3 separate regions of the Mus musculus genome follow, and all the other regions are linked to region 1. A link is a contact called in public promoter capture Hi-C data. All regions are on one chromosome and are shown on one strand. The core of a region is the stretch at or near the end of the contact, and the rest is flanking DNA. Distances in the headings are between cores, read along the strand shown. Region 1 has its middle 50 kb from the start of Ttc34. Region 2 holds the start of Megf6 (multiple EGF-like-domains 6). Region 3 holds the start of Trp73 (transformation related protein 73).

The links. Promoter capture Hi-C pulls out the DNA fragments that hold promoters and counts their contacts.
Region 2: a promoter capture Hi-C map of cranial neural crest shows a contact between it and region 1. The contact joins the promoter of Megf6 here to the enhancer-like site in region 1. A contact is called at or near these places in 7 of 39 promoter capture datasets (the 3T3-L1 cell line, the C10 cell line, cranial neural crest and 4 more), 1 of 15 datasets of contacts at CTCF or cohesin (pro-B cells) and 6 of 115 datasets of contacts at active chromatin or transcription factors (bone marrow-derived dendritic cells, craniofacial prominence, embryonic forebrain and 3 more).
Region 3: a promoter capture Hi-C map of hippocampal neurons shows a contact between it and region 1, with 3 times the contacts expected there. The contact joins the promoter of Trp73 here to the enhancer-like site in region 1. A contact is called at or near these places in 3 of 39 promoter capture datasets (cranial neural crest, embryonic stem cells and hippocampal neurons), 6 of 115 datasets of contacts at active chromatin or transcription factors (astrocytes, embryonic basal ganglia, embryonic forebrain and 3 more) and 1 of 9 other capture datasets (embryonic stem cells).

Annotation. Positions count from the first base shown.
Region 1 is chr4:154,785,476-154,788,410 of GRCm38.p6, forward strand. No RefSeq gene overlaps it. Among named protein-coding and RNA genes, the nearest start is that of Ttc34, 50 kb to the right of the region's middle. Within about 2 kb of position 1,481, at least 9 of the 459 cell types and tissues checked have an H3K27ac peak or open chromatin away from gene starts, as enhancers often do.
Region 2 is chr4:154,169,268-154,172,083 of GRCm38.p6, forward strand. It overlaps Megf6 (multiple EGF-like-domains 6), which reads left to right and starts at 1,446. Exons shown (of 37, transcript NM_001162977.1): 1 at 1,446-1,875. The coding sequence starts at 1,757.
Region 3 is chr4:154,138,527-154,141,246 of GRCm38.p6, forward strand. It overlaps Trp73 (transformation related protein 73), which reads right to left and starts at 1,349. Exons shown (of 14, transcript NM_011642.4): 1 at 1,297-1,349.

The DNA.
Region 1 (2,935 bases), core at 231-2,730:
AACTCGGACAGAAGCATATTTCTATTGGCTGTGACAGCAGAAATAAATCTGTCCCCAACCAATCAACTATGGGCAGCAAGGCATAGCAATAAAGGTACAACCAATAGGGGCAGGAGCTACTGGGGACCAAACGGTAGGGACAGGGTGTGTGTGTGACCTTGTACTCACACTGACCCAGTGGCTGCCAGACGTGGAGACAGAAGGAAGCTGCTGCTTCCTGGCCCCTTGGGAACTTAAGTACCTCTCCTCTCACTCCACCAGCATGCTTGTGAAGAGATCCAACCACTGGGCTCCTGCCCTGCCCCCACTCTGGGAATTCCAGCTTATATCTGTCACTTGTGGCTGTGCGACCCTGGGACACTCTTGGAGTCTTTTTGGAACCCCGCCCCCTTTTCTCATGCTCAGAGCAGGGTCACAAGTCTTAGTGACTGCTGTTGAAGCCTAAGACAAAACCCACTGCACCAGCAGCAGGACAGCAAAGAGCTAGCCGGCCACAGCAGGCTTTTACCAGCTTCGGGTTGTCCTCACTATGCTGGGACACTGAGCAGGACCTCAAAATAACATCCCTCATCCTGGCACCGACTTGCTGGTTGCTGGCTCAACTCAGGTTCTTTAGAACCTCCTTAGTCCCAGCCTCCCTCCCCCACTGCCCATGTCCCCCAAGGGCTTCCACAGTCCTCAAGGTACTCTCTGTTAACTGCTCTGAAACTCCAACCCCAGGAATCTTGGGCCAGTGGATAGGTGACACAGCCAGGCTGGTGATCAGGAAGTGCCCCCCCCACACACACACTCTTAAAGGGACTTTAGGTGACCATTTGTGAGGCCCCAGATCAGGTCTCTATGCCACACAGAGCTTGACTGGACAACAAGGCTGAGGGAGATAGAACCTGGGCTTGCTGCAGAGATAGCCACTGGGCCACCAGGCCCACTGACTCCCACCCTAACAGGCACCGATGCCCACAGTGCTCCCACTGAGGACAACTCCAGTGTCATGCCCTTGGAGCATGGATGGAGTGAGGAGCCACTGTGTGTCTCCAGTACCTGTCCTCCACATGCTGGAATGACAAGACCTTTTGTTGGCTTTCCAGGGCCATCTCCTCCAAGCAGGATGAAGAGGCATTTTCCCAGCACAGAAAAACGGGATGTAGCATCAGACCTCAAGGAACAGAGAGGATCAAAGCTGATACCCCATACATCAGGCAGGGCAGCTCAGCATTGGTCTTGCCCAGGAAGTGGGAGCCAATCATCTCCCCCTTCCTCGCCTCCCACATCCACTGTGTCCTTGCTTAGAGGCTTGACTAGCCTGCAGCTCCAGGTCCCTGTGTGCAATACTGGGCACCGACCATGTGCATGTCCATCAGCACAATGCAAAAGCTAGATGCTACACTTCCCTAGCTTCCAGACAGCTCCATCCAGGGTCACAGCACAGTGGAATCCCAGCACCCCAGAGCAGGGGTCAAGGGAATGAATCCCCCAGGAAGCCCTATGATGCATGACCATGGCTCTGGAGATCCATCATTCAGACTATAGCTCCTTCAGACAACCCGATGGGAAGGGAGAGCTTCAGTAACATGCACATAAAGGCAGAATGGTTGGGTGATGGGTGCCAGCCCCTGCTTGGTCCCCTGAGAGTGGTGTCCAATAGCCCAGGTTACCCTCACACAGACAGAAGATAGAGCCATCCCTTTGCGTGGGTGTCCAGTCAGGGTCCACTCTCAATGCCTCATCCACAACAGATAATGGTTTAATAAGCGATCTGTTTTTTATTTAAAGGGTCGACAGTAAAACCCAGATCACATTTCTCACTTGGTGGGTTAAAAAACCGCTTACGCTCATTTCTGCAATGTAAAGCGACACTCTATCAAATCAAACATTTCCAGATGGGCCCAGCTTGGCGGAGGAGAGCCGTGTATAGGTGGGGAAAGTAGGCAAGGAACACCACCTGCTGGCCAGTGGCTGGCAGCACCTAACATCTAGGCTAGGCTCCTTGCTCCCCCAGATACCTGTTGTATTGTGGATATACAGTGTTTGTGTGTGGCTTGGGACTCTGCCATCAACAGTGCCCAGAAGCTGCAGGGCCACGGGTCCTGGCCACTCTGCCAAACCCTCTCTAGCTGCCTCTGTCTCCTACTAGCCACTAAGATTACAAAGCTTGGGTGGTGTCTACACAGCTTTCCTCCCAAGGACAGGCATCAATAGCATTGGGTGTGGATCAGAAGCCACCCTAAACACAGCATGTATTTATCACCTGGAGGGCAAGAGGGGCGCTTTGGAAGGTAGCTGTCGGGACAAGGGCTTAGAGTGAGCCCCTCCCACACAGCATCCTGACCCAGACTTCCACACCATAGCAAGGATACTAAGTTGTCCCATGAACAGGTCCTCAAATTGTCCTCACCTCCCGGGATATAAGAACATCCCTCTCTAGAGTCTCCAAAAATCTCAGGAGCTAGTGAATGGCTCCATTCAACCTAGAGGACACTAGCAATGTCAGGCCAGCCACCAGATTCTAGTTTGTAACCCCTGGCTACTGAGGGGTGACAGACACCTGGTGTGAGATACCTGGCTGCTGCACTTTGAGCATGGTGTCCAGGCATTATGGAGTCTCCTGGGCCCACTGCCCATCTCTGGGGGCAGGAGTCCTAGAAACCGGCCTGTTGGCAGTCTCCCCAAAAATGCATTCTCGGGATTCCCCCACGGTATGCAGTTTTCACTCTGAATTAAAGCCGAAGCCAGCTCTAAATTTAATAACAGAGTTATAAACTCTCCGAAGTGTACGGATGGCTGATCGACCCCGGAGAGGAGTGGAATCTATAAATAGAGGTCCTTGTGAGCAAACCTCAGGGCTTGCTCCAAAGCTTGCTGAATTACCTTTTTGTAAAAGCTGCCACACGGCTGTGCTGGTAAGAGCAGAACCAGGGATGCCACCACCCCCCTG
Region 2 (2,816 bases), core at 196-2,695, 620 kb before region 1:
TGGCTGAGGAGGGATATGAGATGAATTCCTGGGTGCAGACATTGGGAGTCCCCCAGAGGGCTCGGGTCAGCCTCTGCTACTGAGATCCAGGGAGGGTCTGGTGATGGGTTTGAGCAGAAGGGTGAGTCCCAGCACAACAATGCAGGGCAAACTGGGGTCCTGTTTGGGGCATCAGGTGGCAAGTTCCAGGACCCATTGCCCTCCAGAATCTGTCTGTCTATCCATCTCTCCCTCCCTCCTTCCTTACTTCCCTCCCTTCTCTATTTCCCCTGAGGTTATACTCCTCTATGTTTACTGCTCAGATCTGAAACCTGAGTTTTCTAAACTCACTCCACTCCCTTCCTTGCCCTCGGTTCCGCATCTGGGCCAGCAGCAGGTCTAAGCTGACAGCACCTGCCCAGTAATGAGACCCACAGTCTTTTGAAATGCGAACTTTTGCAGCGGCATTTCCAGGTCCCCCAGCCAGAGGCCCCCTCAAGCACTTGCTTCAGGGGAAGAGGAGGCTGGAACACCTACCGCACTCCTCAGGGATGGTGGAAGAGGGCAGGCTGGGTCCACCCATCATGTAAAAGGGCAGGCACACCTCTCCAGTAGGACAAGGAGGAGCTGATCCTCACACAACTATCTGCAACTAGTGAGGTCCGCTACCATACCCTCATGGGACTCTCCCAGCTCAGCTTCACAAAGAGCCCCTCTGAGTGTTTGATAAGTCCTGGACTAAGAGATGCCACGTACAGCGCTGGTCAGTCTGCCCCTAACCGCGGAGAAAGTCAAATCAAATCAAAGCCAGGCTTAAAAGACAATAAATACCTGGTGCAGGGAGTCGCCTCACCTCCTAGACCCCTATGCAGGTGCCTAGTGGGACCTACACGCCCACTCCACCCCATGCTACCGTCCCAAAGCACTCAGTACAGAACTGGGAATACGAAAGCCCAGAGGGTGGTGTGTTACCTAATAAAGTCAGTACCCAAAGGAAGTGCCCAGAGGCACTCAGAGGCTGTCCCCCCCTCTACCTCCCGCTCTACTATCCCTCCCTGCTTCTGGGACAGCGGTGGCGGGCGCGCGGACGAGGGGCCAAGGGAAGGTGACTGCAACTCCAAGAATCCAAGGGTGCGCTTGCAGAGGTCTCAGATCTGGATAGAGCGGTGTTTACGAAGTATGGACCGCGCAGACTCGACAGAATTGTTCACTTGGTTGGGGTCAGACCTGGGACTCTCGGTTGCAGAGAGAGGGAGCGCAAGTGAAATTGGAAAGCTTTAGGGGAAAGTACTGGGAAGCGAGCTTAGCCTTAAAGGTAGGACCAGGAGCCGGAGAGGGGAGGGGCTGAAGCGGGGCTGGAAGTGGGCTCTCCCTATTGGGATTGTCTGGGCGGGGCCGAAGGCGGAACGGGCGTGGCTTGGGCTGGGGGTGGGGCCAAAAGGGGCGGGAGCGGGGTCGGGAAAGAGGGGGCTGGGGTCGGGCCGGGGGGCGTGCGGCGGGCGGGCCTGACGTCTGCTGCGTCCCGCTCCGAGTTTGCTCTCCATCACTCCTGGCAAGTGTCTGGCCGCGCCGAACCGAGCGCGAAGGTCTCGGAGGTCCGGGCAACTGTCCCATCTGCACCTGCGGGAACCTCGCGCCCCGCACCTGGCGCGACTGGGTTGTGGTGCTCCGCTGTCCTCTGGGGGTATGGCGCCCGTGAAGACAGCGTCTACTGGCCGTAAGGGCCGCCTGTGAGTCGAAGATCCCAGGACCGAGTGGGAGCGCGACCGCGCGCACTATGCCTGTCGGGGTGGAGGCGAGGGCGTCTTGGCGCGTGGTGGCCCTGACGCTGCTGCTGCTCCCCGCCGTGCCTGCAGCCTCCCAGCCGCTACCCCCGCGCCCGCTGCAGCCGAGCATGTGAGTAGCGCGAGTCGTGAGGCTCCTGGCGGCGAAGCTGACCCGGACAGAACTCGGGGCTTTGTCCCTGGGGCCACAAACAATGGGCTCTTTGCTTTAACTGAGGAGGGGATGGTCTAGACCCGGGGTCCCGGACTGGATTTGGTGCCCTCGAGTCTGCCGCAGGGCCCATAGCCTCCGGGTTCCCGCCCCTGCAGCAAGGGTCCTGCAGACTTAGACGGATGCCGAACTCCGGAGAGGTGAGGAATCCAAGCCCCTGCGGCGCAGGGTCCAGCTGGGGAGCCAGCTTGGAGGCGGCCGAGAGGAAGCAGCCTGGTCCCACTTCCTCCCCAAGCTAGTCTCCTGGGGTCCGAGGGCCTGCGCAGGGGCGGGGGTGCCCAGAGGGGGCTGCCAGCACTGTTTTGTGTGTTAAACACGTGCGCTCTGGGGCCTCGGGAGAAGGAATTCAGTACTAGAATGGGCAGGAAGAGAGGGTCAGGGAGCCAGCGGCGACGGATTTAATTTTGAAAGATGATTCCCCAACAGGCCGGTTAGCGGTCTCTCTTAAACTGCAAAGCGATCCCCCTCTGTTGGCCTCAAAGGAAAACTGGTGCGAAGTGAGACTGAGAGTGGATGTACAGATGAGAGGCCTGCCCCCCCTCACCAGCCCTTCCCCGCAGGGTGCAAGGTGGAGCCTTGTAAACTTGGCAAGGCTGCTGGGGCGGCACGGGGAGTGGACCAGGGACCCTTCAGGCCCTGGTTGGGGCTTCCATTCTGCCAGTTCGGGCATCTTCTCACCCACAGAGGAGACTTGCTGCTTCTGTCCAGGGCTGGCACTGACCGGTCCACTATGTACCTGGCCGTGAGGACAGTGTCATGATTCCCTGGGGAATGAGAGGACAAGCTTCCTACTGGGACAGGTGCCCTCGGGACCTCCTCCCTGGGTCTTGCTTTGGTCTTTG
Region 3 (2,720 bases), core at 99-2,598, 650 kb before region 1:
TCGCTAGAAGGACAACATTGCTCAGCATCCTGTCGTTAGTTACCTGTGCTTGATAGGCAGGCTCCCATAGGCCCGCCAGTAGCTCAAGACTAGTTAGTGGGTATGCAACACCTTTGAAACCGATTACCTGATTTTCAAAACTGCATACACAATCTATACAGTCATGGATGAGAAAATGTTAAATACTTATCTTTTGTTCACAAAGTAATGTTTTACATTTTTATTGAATAAATCAAAGGATGGGGGCGGGTGGGGGGCCGGGACAGCGTTTGCAACACACCAAGGATTCAGGATACATTTTGTCTCTGTTGAGTTTTTTTTCTAGAGCTAAACAGCAACACAAACAACGACCACGAAAACCAATCCGAGGCAGTGGAGCTCAGCAGGTAGAGGTGCTTGCTGCCTATCCTGGCCACTTGAGTAAATCTTTGAGACTGATAAAATGGAAAATGGGAATCGACTCCTAAAGATGTCCTCTGACCCGTGCACGACTCACACAGACACAATTTAACTTTTAAATGAAGAAAAACAACAACAACCTTCCCCCAAATATTGTTACGACCCAGGTCCCAAGTGCCCACTTAATTAATTAACAGACCTCAGCACATACAGGGAACCAAGTGTCTTGGGGCTCAGAAGTCAGAGCTTTTTTCCTGACACCACCACCCCCCCGCCCCCGCCCACGCACACATACGGGTGTGTATGTGGATAGGTGCCTACAGATGTTCTCATCTCTCAAGAGTGAGAAGGTGACAGCTGCCCAGTGGAGCAGGAGAGAGTGTGGGCTGCCCGGGTTCTCTACCTGGAAGACTAGGGAGGCTGGTGAGGCACCACAGTAAACTCATCACAGAACAGCAGTAACCCACCAGGACCCCACACCTTGGGACCAGCATAGAGGTTGGGCTCTAGTTGGCTTTCCTCTCTCTTAGTCTGCTTCCATAGCGGGACCTGAAAGGCCTTCTGCCTTACAGAGGTGGGGATTTGCATTCCTTGTGAGGTAGGATACCCACGCACCTCCCAACTTCCCCTATTACCAGACCCGAGCCCCAGAATCTCCGGGTATGGCGACTCCTTGCCACCTGTAGTGGACAGTGTGGGCAGGAGGCAGGTCCATGGGTTGCCGAGGTGCCAACTGCTTCTACTCCTAGCCTCACTCCGGCCGGCCCCTCCTGCCACTGACGCGGAGTCCCTGGGGCCGTTCACTCGGCTAGCACCCGGGCAGCCGCACACCCGAACTCCAGCCTCGGAGCCTCGTGCGAAATACCTGGCCCTAGCTCGGGTCCCAGAGCTGCCTACCTGCTCCGGGCCGGGCGTCGGCGTCGGCGAGGGCTGGGCTGCAGCGTTGCCTCCTCGCCTGGATGCGGGACGGCGGGTTATAAGGGTGCGGAGCAGGGAGGCGGCGGCGAGGGGACTGCCGCAGGCTTAGCGCCTTTCTTGGCGGACCGGCGGGAAGGCAGCGCGGGCACTCAGCCGTGGCGGGAGGAGGGCCGGCCACCCGGGCCCCTGGCTCCCACGCGCGCCCCGCCTCCCCAGCTGGCTCTGCCCGAGTCGGGGTCTGGGCCCCGCTCCTCCCGCCTCCTTCCCGCCGCCGCTTGGCGCGCGTCGCCCAGCTAGCCCCAGCGGGGTCTCCTCCTCCGCGGGGCCCGCAAGCTGGTAGCCGGAGTCTTGGTCGAAGCGGGACCGGACCGCGACCTTTGGCGGGGCTCAGGGCGCCAGGAAGGGTGCGCAGGCGCCGAGGGGGTGGACACAGGGCGCCCGACGCCCTGTACTCCCTCTGACTCTCTCCTCCGCCTTCTCCCCAGATGCCCATCTACCCCGATCCCCCTCGCTGCCCTTACTGTCCTAAGCCTGCAACCCAGGGGCTCAGGAGTGCCCTCAGCGGGGTGGCTGCGCCTCTTCCAGGGCTCGCCCCGGCCTGAGAAAACCGAGAGGACCGACTGAAACTGAACATTGAAAGCCCCGGAGGAGAACCGTTGTCGTTCGGCCAGCACCAGCGGGGTTCCGTCTCTGAGAACGGCTCGAAGCCCCCCTCGATTTGCCTGGCAGAGACCACAGCCCGCCTGGAAAGAGGGTCGAGCGCAGACCCTCTGGGTTGGACTCTTCAAAGTCCAGCCAGAAGTTGCGCCTCCTGATACCTACACACCCCGGGGGCCACGGCCTGCAGTCCGGGTTTCCTAGCCCAGGGTATCAGAGTCTTTCCTTGGATTGGTGTGCTAGGCGATGCCCAACGGATGCCCACAAACTGTGCACATAGAGCGGCTCGGAGTTAGTCAGGGGACTCTTCTCTGGCTCAAGAAGTCTTCTTCACCACCCGCCATCTCCCCTCTGGGCAAGTGAGCGGTCTCCGGTGCCCTCATCTACCACGCAGACCCGTAGTCTGGCGCACAGAAGGAGTTGGGTCCTTGTGGGACCCCTTAGTGGCACTGCAGAGTGGTCCTTGCCCAAGGTGTTCCCACATGCCCTGGAAGTCGCTTTAGTGCAGCTAGTGGCGTTGCAAGGGAGGTGGGTTGGAGCAGACCGAATCTCTCTCGAACTCGAAAGCCTGACCTGGTGTTAGGCCAATAGCTACGAGGAGTAATTATTTGCGAGCTGCAGATTAGAGACAAAGATGAATACCAAGCAAGAGTTTGGGACTGGTTGGGAACAGAAAATGCCAGGACGCTGGCCGCGCACTCTGCAGATCCTCTCCGAATGGTGCAAGCACCGCCATTCATTCATTC